Linked DNA regions of Capra hircus: region 2 is linked to region 1. A link is a contact called in public Hi-C data. All regions are on one chromosome and are shown on one strand. The core of a region is the stretch at or near the end of the contact, and the rest is flanking DNA. Distances in the headings are between cores, read along the strand shown.

Region 1 (5,167 bases), core at 2,030-4,529:
CACGCTGAGTGGGCCACTTGGTCCTCCAGCAGCAACCCCACCCCCCAACACCCCAGGACGGTTGACATAAGAGGAGATTGACCCGGAGGGGCGGAGTGGCAAGCCCCGGTCACACAGCTGTTCCGTGGCAGGTGGATATGACTGCCACCACCACCAATATCAGGCCCGGGAAAAAGAACTTGGATAGTGGAAGAGGAGAAAGGTTTCTTCTGAGTGAGAGGCGTGGCTAAGGTGCTCTTTCATCTGACTAGGGTTTCTGGGCGTCTTCTCCTCCATCAGACAGCTCTGTGACCTCTGAGGGCAGAGCCACCTCCACTCCTCAGCCTGGGGGTGTTGCGAGGGCAGGGCCAAACCTCTGTACTCAACTCCGTGCAGTTCTACCTTTTGGCCACCAGAGAGAGGCAGAAGCTAAAGAGTGGAAGTTTTTCCTCTCTTCTGCCCATCTTCCCTTGTATACCCTGGGAGAGAGGCGGTACCCATATAGATGCCCACGGAATGAAGGAAGATGCTGCCTTTTCTCCCTCTGTTCCCCAAGACACTAACTTCCTTAGGAAGAAAACACTTCTCCTCCCCCAAGTCCCCTGTGTGCTGGGAAAGGGCCACAGGAAGGGACCCTGGTGCCAAGCCTGGCCCTCACCCACCCCCTGTCCAGCCTGCCCTAAGTTGGGTCCTCCAGACTGCTCTGTAGGAGTCTGGGACTCAGCGTCCAGACCCGTGGCTGCTTTTCTGCTTCTGACCTGAGTCTGCGTCTGATTCCTGAGTCTCCTCCCTGGCCTGGATGCCTGACCCCCTGTCTTAGTGACCTGACACACCTGGGTTAGAAATACAGCTCACCTTCCTGAGCCCATGTTTCTTTATCTGGAGAAAGGGAGTGTGGTGAGGCCCCCTGAGATGATTCTTGATAAGAAGCCAGAGGGGGGCAGCAATATTTTTAGTATCCCTACCCTGGGTCCCCTGGGGAGCGGCCTGGTACAGTCTCCTCCCCTCCTGAGGCCAAGGCTTCTGGCCCTGAAAACCTAGCTGTATCTTTTCTTTGCTGTCGGCTGCCACGTTCCTGTGAGCCCGTACCTTGCTAATGTCGGGAGACCTGGGGCGACCACCCTCTGCATCGCTTAAGGCCTTGGTGATGGCAAACTGGATGGCCAGACCCGTCATGGTGCCCGTGGACAGCGGCTGGATGCGGCGCACGGCCTGCAGCAGCTCAGCCTTGGAGCTGTGGGCCCGCAGCGGGAACTCCTGCTTCACGGAGCTGGCGTAGTTGACCAGGCCCACGCGGGTGGCATTGGGCCCCACATCCAGTGACTCGATGACCTGGGACAGGAACACCTTCACTTTCTCAAACTCCACGGGCCGCACGCTGCGTGAGCTGTCAACGACGAACACCAGGTCGGTGGGCCGGGTCCGGCAGAGGTGCCCTGGGAGGGGGCAGAGGTCAGGAGGATAGAGCGGAAATACTTAAGACAAAGGAACAGGGCACCAGGGCCTACTTAGGTCTAGACCTGAGGCCTCAGGCAGAGTAGACCAGACATGAATCAGCCTGGCTGGGTGCTGCTGTCAGTATGGGGACACCCAGGCAAGCAACTTGCCAGAGGCCCCCAGCTCAGCCCATAGGAAAGACAGAGGTTCAAATGGCACCTTCACCTCTCTGAGCCTCAGTTTCCTGTCTGTACAATAGGCAGGCGATCCCTTCCTTACAGAAACCTTTGAGGACAAGCAAAAATATGTGTAAGGTGCCAGCTCAAGGTTGGGCATGTAGGGTTCTCAGAGGCAGCAAAGGAGAAGACAGCCTTCACATCTCAGGTTTCAGCCCAGAGTGTAAGCAAGGGATTCTCTTTGCCCTGCCTGGGCAGGAGGGAACTGAGGGTCAGCCTTCTAGCGGGCACAGCCTTAAAAACCAATGCAGCATCCGTCAACATGGGCTCTTTCATCTGAGCGTCAAAGAGAATCAGCAAAGTGCACCCAGTTTGCCCCAATCCCGCAGAGCCTGCTGGCTGGTATTTAAGAGCAGGAAAAATAGCAGGAGTTCCTCGCGGCCACCTTGGCAGTCTGACCAAGTGGGGCCCCAAGACACACCCCCAGGGAGCGACGTCTTTCCAGACAGCCTGGGAGGCAGCACCATGAGCTGGGAGGGACACCGAGCCCAAGTGAGGTAGACGGAGTCCGAGTCCCAGCTCTGTGGCCTTGGGCAGATCGTGGCAGCTTTGAAGCTTCACTTTTCTCATCTGCCTGGAGGGGAGGACAGGCTTAATGCTTGATGCTATCACTGGCCTGGCCCTGCAGCCCGTACAGAAGTCTGCACTCTGTCGCGCGCTAAATCTGGGCTACTCCCAAGCAGGGATGCGGGAAGAGTCAAGAAAGACAAGGTGTGTAGACAGTCCTATCTCCCAGCCATGGTGCCCCAGGCCCGGACATCAGAGGTCCTCAAGGGGCCTCAGAAATCACCTTGCAGCTTGGCTTCCTGGTCCCCACTTAGCTGAGGCTACAGATGGGTAAACTGAGGCCCAGAGATGGAGAGGGCATTGGCCACACCATGGGACAGTGGACCAGGAGCCACGAGGTTCTGAGGCTTGCTCACTCACTGTGTGGTTTTAGACAGGTCCTCCCCTCTCTGGCCTCAGTTTCCCCATCTGCACAGGAGGAGCTGGGCATGCTAGGACTCTGTCTTCACAGCTGAAACTCAGAGTGGTACAGCTCATGAAGAGCCCAGTCCAGAATATGCTGGAAGGGCTGGTGGAAGGGGGAATGTCATCTTGCACCCCCCCCCCCCAACCAGATCTGCAGTCATCAGAGAGTCGTGAGCTCAGCCCTGGGCCTGGTTGCAGCCCCAGGTGACAGAAGGCTGTGCCATCAGTGACCCAGAAGACCAAGGTCACTGCAGGATGCCTGGTCCCTGAGGACAGCCTGGGAGCTGTGAAGCCCAGAGACAGGCTCAGAGAAGCTGTCTCATGCCATGCCCCCTCCCCACAGAACAGTCAGGGTCAGCCCACCCTGGTCCCTGTGTTTGTCACCATCTCTGTCTGCTCCTGGGTCGGCCCTGTGGGGCACCCCTGCCTGCCCCCCAACCCCGCCCATGCTAGATACCATTTAGCCTCTGTCTGTCTCAGTGCCGGGTATCCCCCACCTCACATGCGGCCCCCTCACCTCTGGACAGGGGGGCGAGGCCAGGGGCGCATGGGGCCTGGGACAGCAGCAGCAGCAGGCCGCAGAGCACGAGGCGGGGGCCGCTGAGCGCCCTCATGGTTCTGGCACGCGGGCAGTAGCAGCACAGTTGTGGGGGCCAGTGGGGGCCAGGTCTTATCAACCTCGCTGCCTGCTGGCCCTGCCTCCCAGTCAGGCGGGCCCCCCACTAACGTGGGGTCAGCCCCCTTGGAGGGCGGGGCCAGGCTGAATGGAGGTGTGTGTGCCAGGGAGGGAGGGAAGGAGTCTCCCCGCCTGGGCTCCAGAGGCCCCTCCGACCACAAGGGCTCCTTTGCCTGCAGAAGCTACAGCTGGAATCCAGGAAATATCAGGTGGGTGGAGGGAGGCTCCTCTGGGGCCCAGAGCCTGCACTGGCCCGAAGCTGCCAGACTGAGCCCAGGTAAACCTGAGTCCAACAGCCTCACAGCCCAGCCCTGCCCGGCGCCCCCACCCACGCCAGCACTTCTCCCACCTCCAACTCCAGCCCCAGTTTCCCACCTCCAGCCTTGGCTGTCCTGCCTGCTGGCTCTCCACACACATCCTGCTCTCCATCCACGCCTGGATCTGAGTGCTCCTCAAGCCTTTGTCCACACAGGACCATCTGCCCATGTTGCCCCCGTCCTCCTGATCACTCTCTGCCTAACAATCTTTCAGAGTCATGTCGGAGCCAACAGGTACACGAGCCCCTCGTAGGAGCAGGGCGAGCTTCTGTGGTGGCTCAAATGGTAAAGGATTTGCTTACAATGCAGGAGACCTGGGTTCAATCCCTGGGTTGGGAAGACGCCCTAGCGAGGATGGGACAACCCACTCCAGTATTCTTGCCTGGAGAATCCCCATGGACAGAGGAGCCTGGTGGGCTATACAGTCTATGGGGTTGCAAAGAGTCAGAGACGACTGATCGACTGAGCACAGCACACTAGGAGCAAGGCAGTAGGGAAGACGGTTGAGAGCACAGACTTAGGGGCCAGATGACCTGGGTGTGCTCTCTACTTGCTGTGTGACTGTGAGCAGGTTGCTTCACCTCTCTGTGCCTCACCTGAAAGGTGGGGATGCTAATGGTGCCCACCTCCCAGGGCGAGCAGTCTTATATGAACCATCTCATCGAATTCTCTGGATAACCCTTTGAGGCACCCAGTACTATTGCCCCCACTTCCCAGATGAGGAACTGAAAACCAGAGTTTTGAAGTAACTTGTCTTAAGTGCAGCTGAGTGTCGATGCCAGAAGAGGGCCCCAGGCCAGAGCTCTCAGGCACCCTGCTTGCATGGGGGAAGCCTGGTGGAGGTGCCTTCTCCATGCCCACCTCTCTCCCCGCTCCCCCGGGTTAGGACCCCTTCCCTGTGCTTCTGTACCTTGTCCGTCTCACCCGTGAGTGGATAAGTGTCTGGTTGATTCATCTCTGCATCCGGGCCCAGTCCAGGGTCTGCACAGACAAGGCAAAACTAAAGGGTTATAAATAAAGGGATATAACCAGGAAGGGTCCCCATCATTGCATCTAGGTCCAGTTCAGTTCAGTCACTCAGTCATGTTTGACTCTTTGGGACACCATACACTGTAGCACACCAGGCCTCCCTGTCCATCACCAACTCCCAGAGCTTGCTCAAACTCATGTCCATTGAGTCTATGATGCCGTCCAACCATCTCATCCTCTGTCACCCCCTTCTCCTCCTGCCTTCAATCTTTCCCAGCATCTAAGGAGTCAGTTCTTCACATCAGGTAGACAAAGTATTAGAGTTTCAGCTTCAGCATCAGTCCTTCCAGTGAATATTCAGGATTGATTTCTTTTAGGATTGACTGGTTTGATCTTCTTGCAGTCCAAGGGACTCTCAAGAGCCTTCTTCAACACCACAGTTCAAAAGCGTCAATTCTTTGGTGCTCAGCTTTCTTTACGGTCCAACTCTCACGTCCATACATAACTGCTGTCTGTAAAGTAATGTCTCTGCTTTTTAATATGCTGTCTAGGTTTGTCATAGCTTTTCTTCCAAGGAGCAA
Region 2 (5,131 bases), core at 594-3,093, 73 kb after region 1:
CTTTACCTATCTGAGCTTTGTTTTTTTCATATGCCAAGTGGAATAATAACAGTGTAATAAATGAAACAATGCTGGAAAATGCTTGGCACGATGCCCAGACCAGTGGTTTGCACACTCGAGTGTGTATCAGAATTACCTGGGCTTTCCATGTGGCTCAGTCGTAAAGAATCTGCCTGCAAATCAGAAGATACGTAGGAGACGTGGGTTCACTCCCTGGGCAGGGAAGCTCCCTTGGAGGAGAAATGGCAACCCACTCCAGTACTCTTGCCTGGAAAATCCCCTGGACAAAGCAGCCTGGTGGGCTATCGTCCGTGGGGTTGCAAAACAGCTCAACACACCTTAGAGACAAAGCAACAACGAAAATAAAGAAATAACCCAACTGTCCATCAACGAATGAATGATGAACAAAGCATAAATCTGCATACAATGGAATACTATTCAGCTTTTACATTTGGCATATGCTACAACATGGATTCACCTTGAAGAGATTATGCTAAGTGAAATGAGACAAATATTATATGATTCTGCTTATATGAGTTACCGCAACTAGCCAAATTCATAGAGACCGAAAGTAAAACGGTGGTTGCCAATGGCTGGGAAGGGCAGAGAATGGGGAGCTCCTGTTTTCATAGGTACTGAGCTTGAGTTTGGGGAGATGGGAATGTTCTGGAGGCAGATGGAGGTGACATCAGTGTCAATGTATTTAATGCCACTGAACCCCTACACACAAAAATGGTAAAAATGGTAAATTGTACGTTATGCACCTCTTACCCCAAAAAATCAATAAATAAGTATAAATAAAAGAGCACTTGGTACGAGATCTGAAGGATGAGCATTCCTCCAAAGAAGGGGATGGTGTCCTAGCAGAGGGAACCGTGCGAGTCCAGCCTGGGAGGCCAGGATCCTCAGGGAGTCTCAGGGCGGGGCAGAGGGAGGCTGGGGCCAGGAACTTATCCCTGAGGCCCTTGAGACTCAGTCTCCCCATCTGCAACATGGGGACGATCCACTCGCTTCACTTCACAGAGAAAAAGGATCTCTCTCAACTCCCCAAAAACAAGAGAAAAAAATCCTAAACGGGAGCTTGGTTTCTCTGAGATAGGGAGGCTGGTAATGGTGTTACATTTTGGGGTTCAGAAGCTTCCCGAAGCTTCCCGGGAGCTATAGCAACCCCATCTCCACCCATCCCCACCCCTTCTGCGGAAGGAGCAAACCGTGTTTCTCCTACAGGGGGGCCGTAACCCAGGAGGGAGGCCTTGGGGAACGGGGCCTGGACGAGCAATGTTCCAGAGTGGCCACCAGGGGGCGCACTGCACCCACAAACCCAGCGTGCCTCCCACTGCGGATGGAGAGAGAGAGGACTGTCCTGGGGGCCTTTCCTGGGCAGGAGGCTCCAAGGTCTGTTGAAAGCTGCCCCTGGGCAGGGGACACCCTGCACCATGAACTCACAGCCACGGAGATGTCCAGGTTGGAAAGGGTTTAGAAAGGGGACCTCTTTACAGAGGTGAGGAGTCCAGAGCATGGAAGGCACCTGCCGTGGTTGCAGGGCAGGGCAGAACAGGACGGGAACCCCATGGCGCTCAGCCTCCAGCACACGCCTGTTCCTTCTCTCCAGGCTCCCGGAGAGCTGGGCCCAGACAGAGGCCAGGGGCCAAGACAAAGTGGAACGGTGGGGAGAGGGGGCTAGAGCATACCCGCCATCCCCTGTCCTCCCAGGACATTGAGGCACAGAGAGGCAACGCTTGCCTGCCTCCCTCCTGAGCAGCTCAGGAACCTACGGTGGGGCCCAGCGAGCCCCCTCTACCCCTCCAAGGGGCTTCTTTGGGGATAGGGCTGTGCCTGGCCAGGCAGACCAGGCTGCTGCGGTAGCCGGCTCGAAGCCCCACAGAGAGCCATTGATTGATCTGTGGTCAGGAGGGCGCTGGGGTCAGTCTGTTACTAGTCTGCAGAGGACGGTCATCAGATGGTCATCTGATGGGTCCCCCAGGCCCTCTCTGGAGGCAGCAGGCCTGGGGAGGTGTCAGGGAGCCCCCTGGGTCTCTGCAGGGCCTTTCTCCCCTCCTCCGCATCCTGACCCCACTTCCCTCCTCCAATTGCTACTGAAAACTATACCTCCTCCCTGTGGAACAAGGCCTTGTCCTTCTAGGAACCTGTCCCAAGGAAACCGTCAGAAACAGCTGTAGTGGGGGCACCTTGGTGCGCAAGTTTGTGTAATCCTCAGAACAACTCTACAGCTTAGACACAATGAGTTCGTTCCCATTTTCCAGTGGGGGGACCCGCAGCCTGGACAAGGACGTCACATTTTACAGATGAAGAAATGAAGCTCAGAAAACAAACTGTCCTGCTATTCAAGAACCCCCCATCACTGCCCGGACCTAAAAAGTCTCTCAACTCCCCAGGCTGTAGTCAAGCCTTTCTGCGGGGACATTGAACACGTGAAGACACCTGCAAGGAGAGATCAAAATAGGGGGGCAGGAAAGAGCCCCAGTTGGCCCCATAGCACCTTTCCCAGACACCCCCTCACTGCCTTCCGCAACTCTATCGGCTGGAAAGCTAAAGTCTCGTTTTTCAAACTACCTTCCAGCCAACAGTAGCCAGGGACATGTGCTGGTCAAGGAGATCTAGGTGGGAGTCTATTCGAATAGACTTCACTTTCCAGAAAAACAAAGCCTGCCAAATTAAAGAACTTTGACCTTTCCACTGCCTTCCTGGCTGAAATGCAAATGTGAGAGCTGAAGGTCTGGCCGCCACTTTGGAACTCTGAGGGCAAAAAAAAAAAAAAAAAACGATAAAACACAAGTTAGGGACAATGGAGCACAGAGAGCCTGTTCTCTGACACTGTCACTGAGCTGCCGCATCAGCCCTAGATTTCTCATTATGTGAGAATGTTAACCCCGAGTTCTTTCAACACTACTAAGCTTTCTGTTCACTGCAGCCTATCTCAGTTTTCATTCCCATCTGATACAGAGCAGCAATGAGTAGAGGTTAAGAGTGGTCTTAAATTAGCCTATAGATTAGCAGCTGTATATTCTTGAAAAAAGCGGGCTTGTGATCTAAGAGCCTCCATCTTCTCATCTGTTCAATGGGCACAGGTATACCTACTGTATAGTGCTGTTGGAAGGACACTTGAATGCCCTCAGCCCAGGACAGAGCTTACATACACAAAGTTCAGCTGTTGTTAGGAAAGAAGCAGTGAAGAGAAACAGAGACCCTACTCTGGCTGTTCCTCTCTCAAGAAAGGACATTTGGAAATGAGATTTGACTGGAGGAGATCAGGTCCTGAGAGATCAGCAGCTCCCTGAACCCCCAGACTGCTGACTGCCCTCCCCTTCAATTAAGGGCAATGCTAGTGGACTCAGTTAGCTGACCCACTAAACAGGTGGGCTGCTTGTCAGAGAGTCAGGGCTGGCTGAACACACTGGGGATGTGAGAAGGAACTGCCCCTACACACACACACACACACACACACACACACACAGCCTTCCAAGTCTGTCCTGTATCACTCATCAGAGTCAGGCATTCCACTATTAGGGATTCACTTCTTTGGATCTAAAGGCTTGAAGGCGCTTGGTTCAGGGTATGGGTCTTTGTACAGCTCCCTGGTAACCTGGGCCAGCACCCTGTTGAAAAGTCATGGCTTTAAAGGCCACTAGTGAGGTGTGAGTGCCATGGAGCATGTCACCCTCTAAGCTGAGGTCAGCACTGGCGCCTGAGAGCAGGGAAGGGGAAGGAAAGGCACTCACACCACTGGGAGGCCATGCCTCTCATCAGACACTGCTGAGCACGCACAGCCCTCACCCTGTCAGCACAGAAATCCTGAGAAAGGAGGTTATTGTCCCCCAGATGAGGAAAAAAGCTTCAGAAAAGGTAAGGGACTTGCCTGAGGTCCCACAAGTAACATCAAATAGCTGGAACTCAAACCCAGGCCTCAGCACTCCCATCACAGCCCTGGGCTCTGATCCCGGCCCTCCCTAACTGGCTCTGAATCCTGAACAACCCCACCCCCACCCCCAGGCCTTCTGTAAAATTCAGGGGTTGAGAGTCATGATCTTGCATGAGCCCAGGAGGTCAGACACTGCCTAGGACCGAACCCCAGCCCCACCCCTTACAGGTGAACTTAGGCCCATTCCTTAATCCTGTTGTGTCTCCATTTGCTCATCTGTAAAATGGGGCTAATACCAGTTTGGCCTTCATAGAGTCACAGTGAGGATGAACTGCACTGATATCTGGAAGGTGCTTGGAGGGAAAGGGTTGTGTCTGGCATGGAGGGAAAGCCATCCTGTTTCGAGTCCTGTGTCACTCACTCACTTGGGTGGTGAGACCCCCTCCCCAGACAGGTTCCTTGGAGGGGGTGAGGCTGGCATCAGAATTGAGGCTGGCTCAGGGAGAGGGAGAAAGCACCTTCCAACTCATCACACTCTAGATAACGTGTCAGGGAAAGGTCTGCCGGAGCCCCAGGCTCCTCGCTGTTTGGCCCCTCACTGGTCCCACGAATCCCTGGGCAGATAAAGCCCAGCTCCTCACTTCCTGCCTCTCAATGAGGCCCTTTGTGCAGCGGGGATCAGAGGCCAGATCTGGCCCCACTAGGGGCCTGATCAAACTGCAGAGCCGACCTGGCACAAAGGGCCCTCACACACGGCCAGAGAGGCCCGGCTCTGCTCAGGACCCGCCCGCTGTCCCCCAACTTCCGCGGCCCGGGTGGCCGAGGGGGGCCCATGCCAGCCGCCTGCCCCACATCACAGGCAAAGGGCACAGAGGCCAAGACCCGCCGGCAGGGGGCCGGGGAGGGCCCTCGATAAGTGGGCGGCAGGAAGGGGCTCAGCGGGGGCCGCTGGGAATCAAAGCCTCCCAAAGCTCCCCATTTGGGAGCCAGAGGGCCCTGCTCTTTAAAATAAATAAATAAAGCATTCAAAGTCCTCTTGTAGCTTCTCCTCTGGACTCAATGCCAGCTGCTTCCCAGCCGCACAAAGCTCTGCCCACTGCTGCCTCCCCCACCACTAACCTCCTCCTCTTCTCCAAACCCACTGGCCCCTCCCCACCCCCCCAAACCCCCGCACCCGGCCCACAATCCGACCTGGCCCCAGCCTCTCCCTCTCTCCCTCTGCCCGTGGCACTTCCCTCCACCAGCTCCCCA

The links. A called contact is a pair of places that touch in the nucleus more often than the background predicts.
Region 2: a Hi-C map of blood shows a contact between it and region 1, with 10 times the contacts expected there. The contact joins the enhancer-like site here to the promoter of MATN1 in region 1. A contact is called at or near these places in 3 of 5 Hi-C or Micro-C datasets (all in blood).

The regions. Positions count from the first base shown.
Region 1 is chr2:13,113,030-13,118,196 of ARS1.2, forward strand. MATN1 (cartilage matrix protein) reads right to left here and starts at 3,280. Exons shown (of 8, transcript XM_018067174.1): 1 at 3,142-3,280; 2 at 1,069-1,415. The coding sequence starts at 3,238.
Region 2 is chr2:13,187,603-13,192,733 of ARS1.2, forward strand. No RefSeq gene overlaps it. Among named protein-coding and RNA genes, the nearest start is that of LAPTM5, 31 kb to the left of the region's middle. Within about 2 kb of position 1,844, at least 1 of the 5 cell types and tissues checked has an H3K27ac peak or open chromatin away from gene starts, as enhancers often do.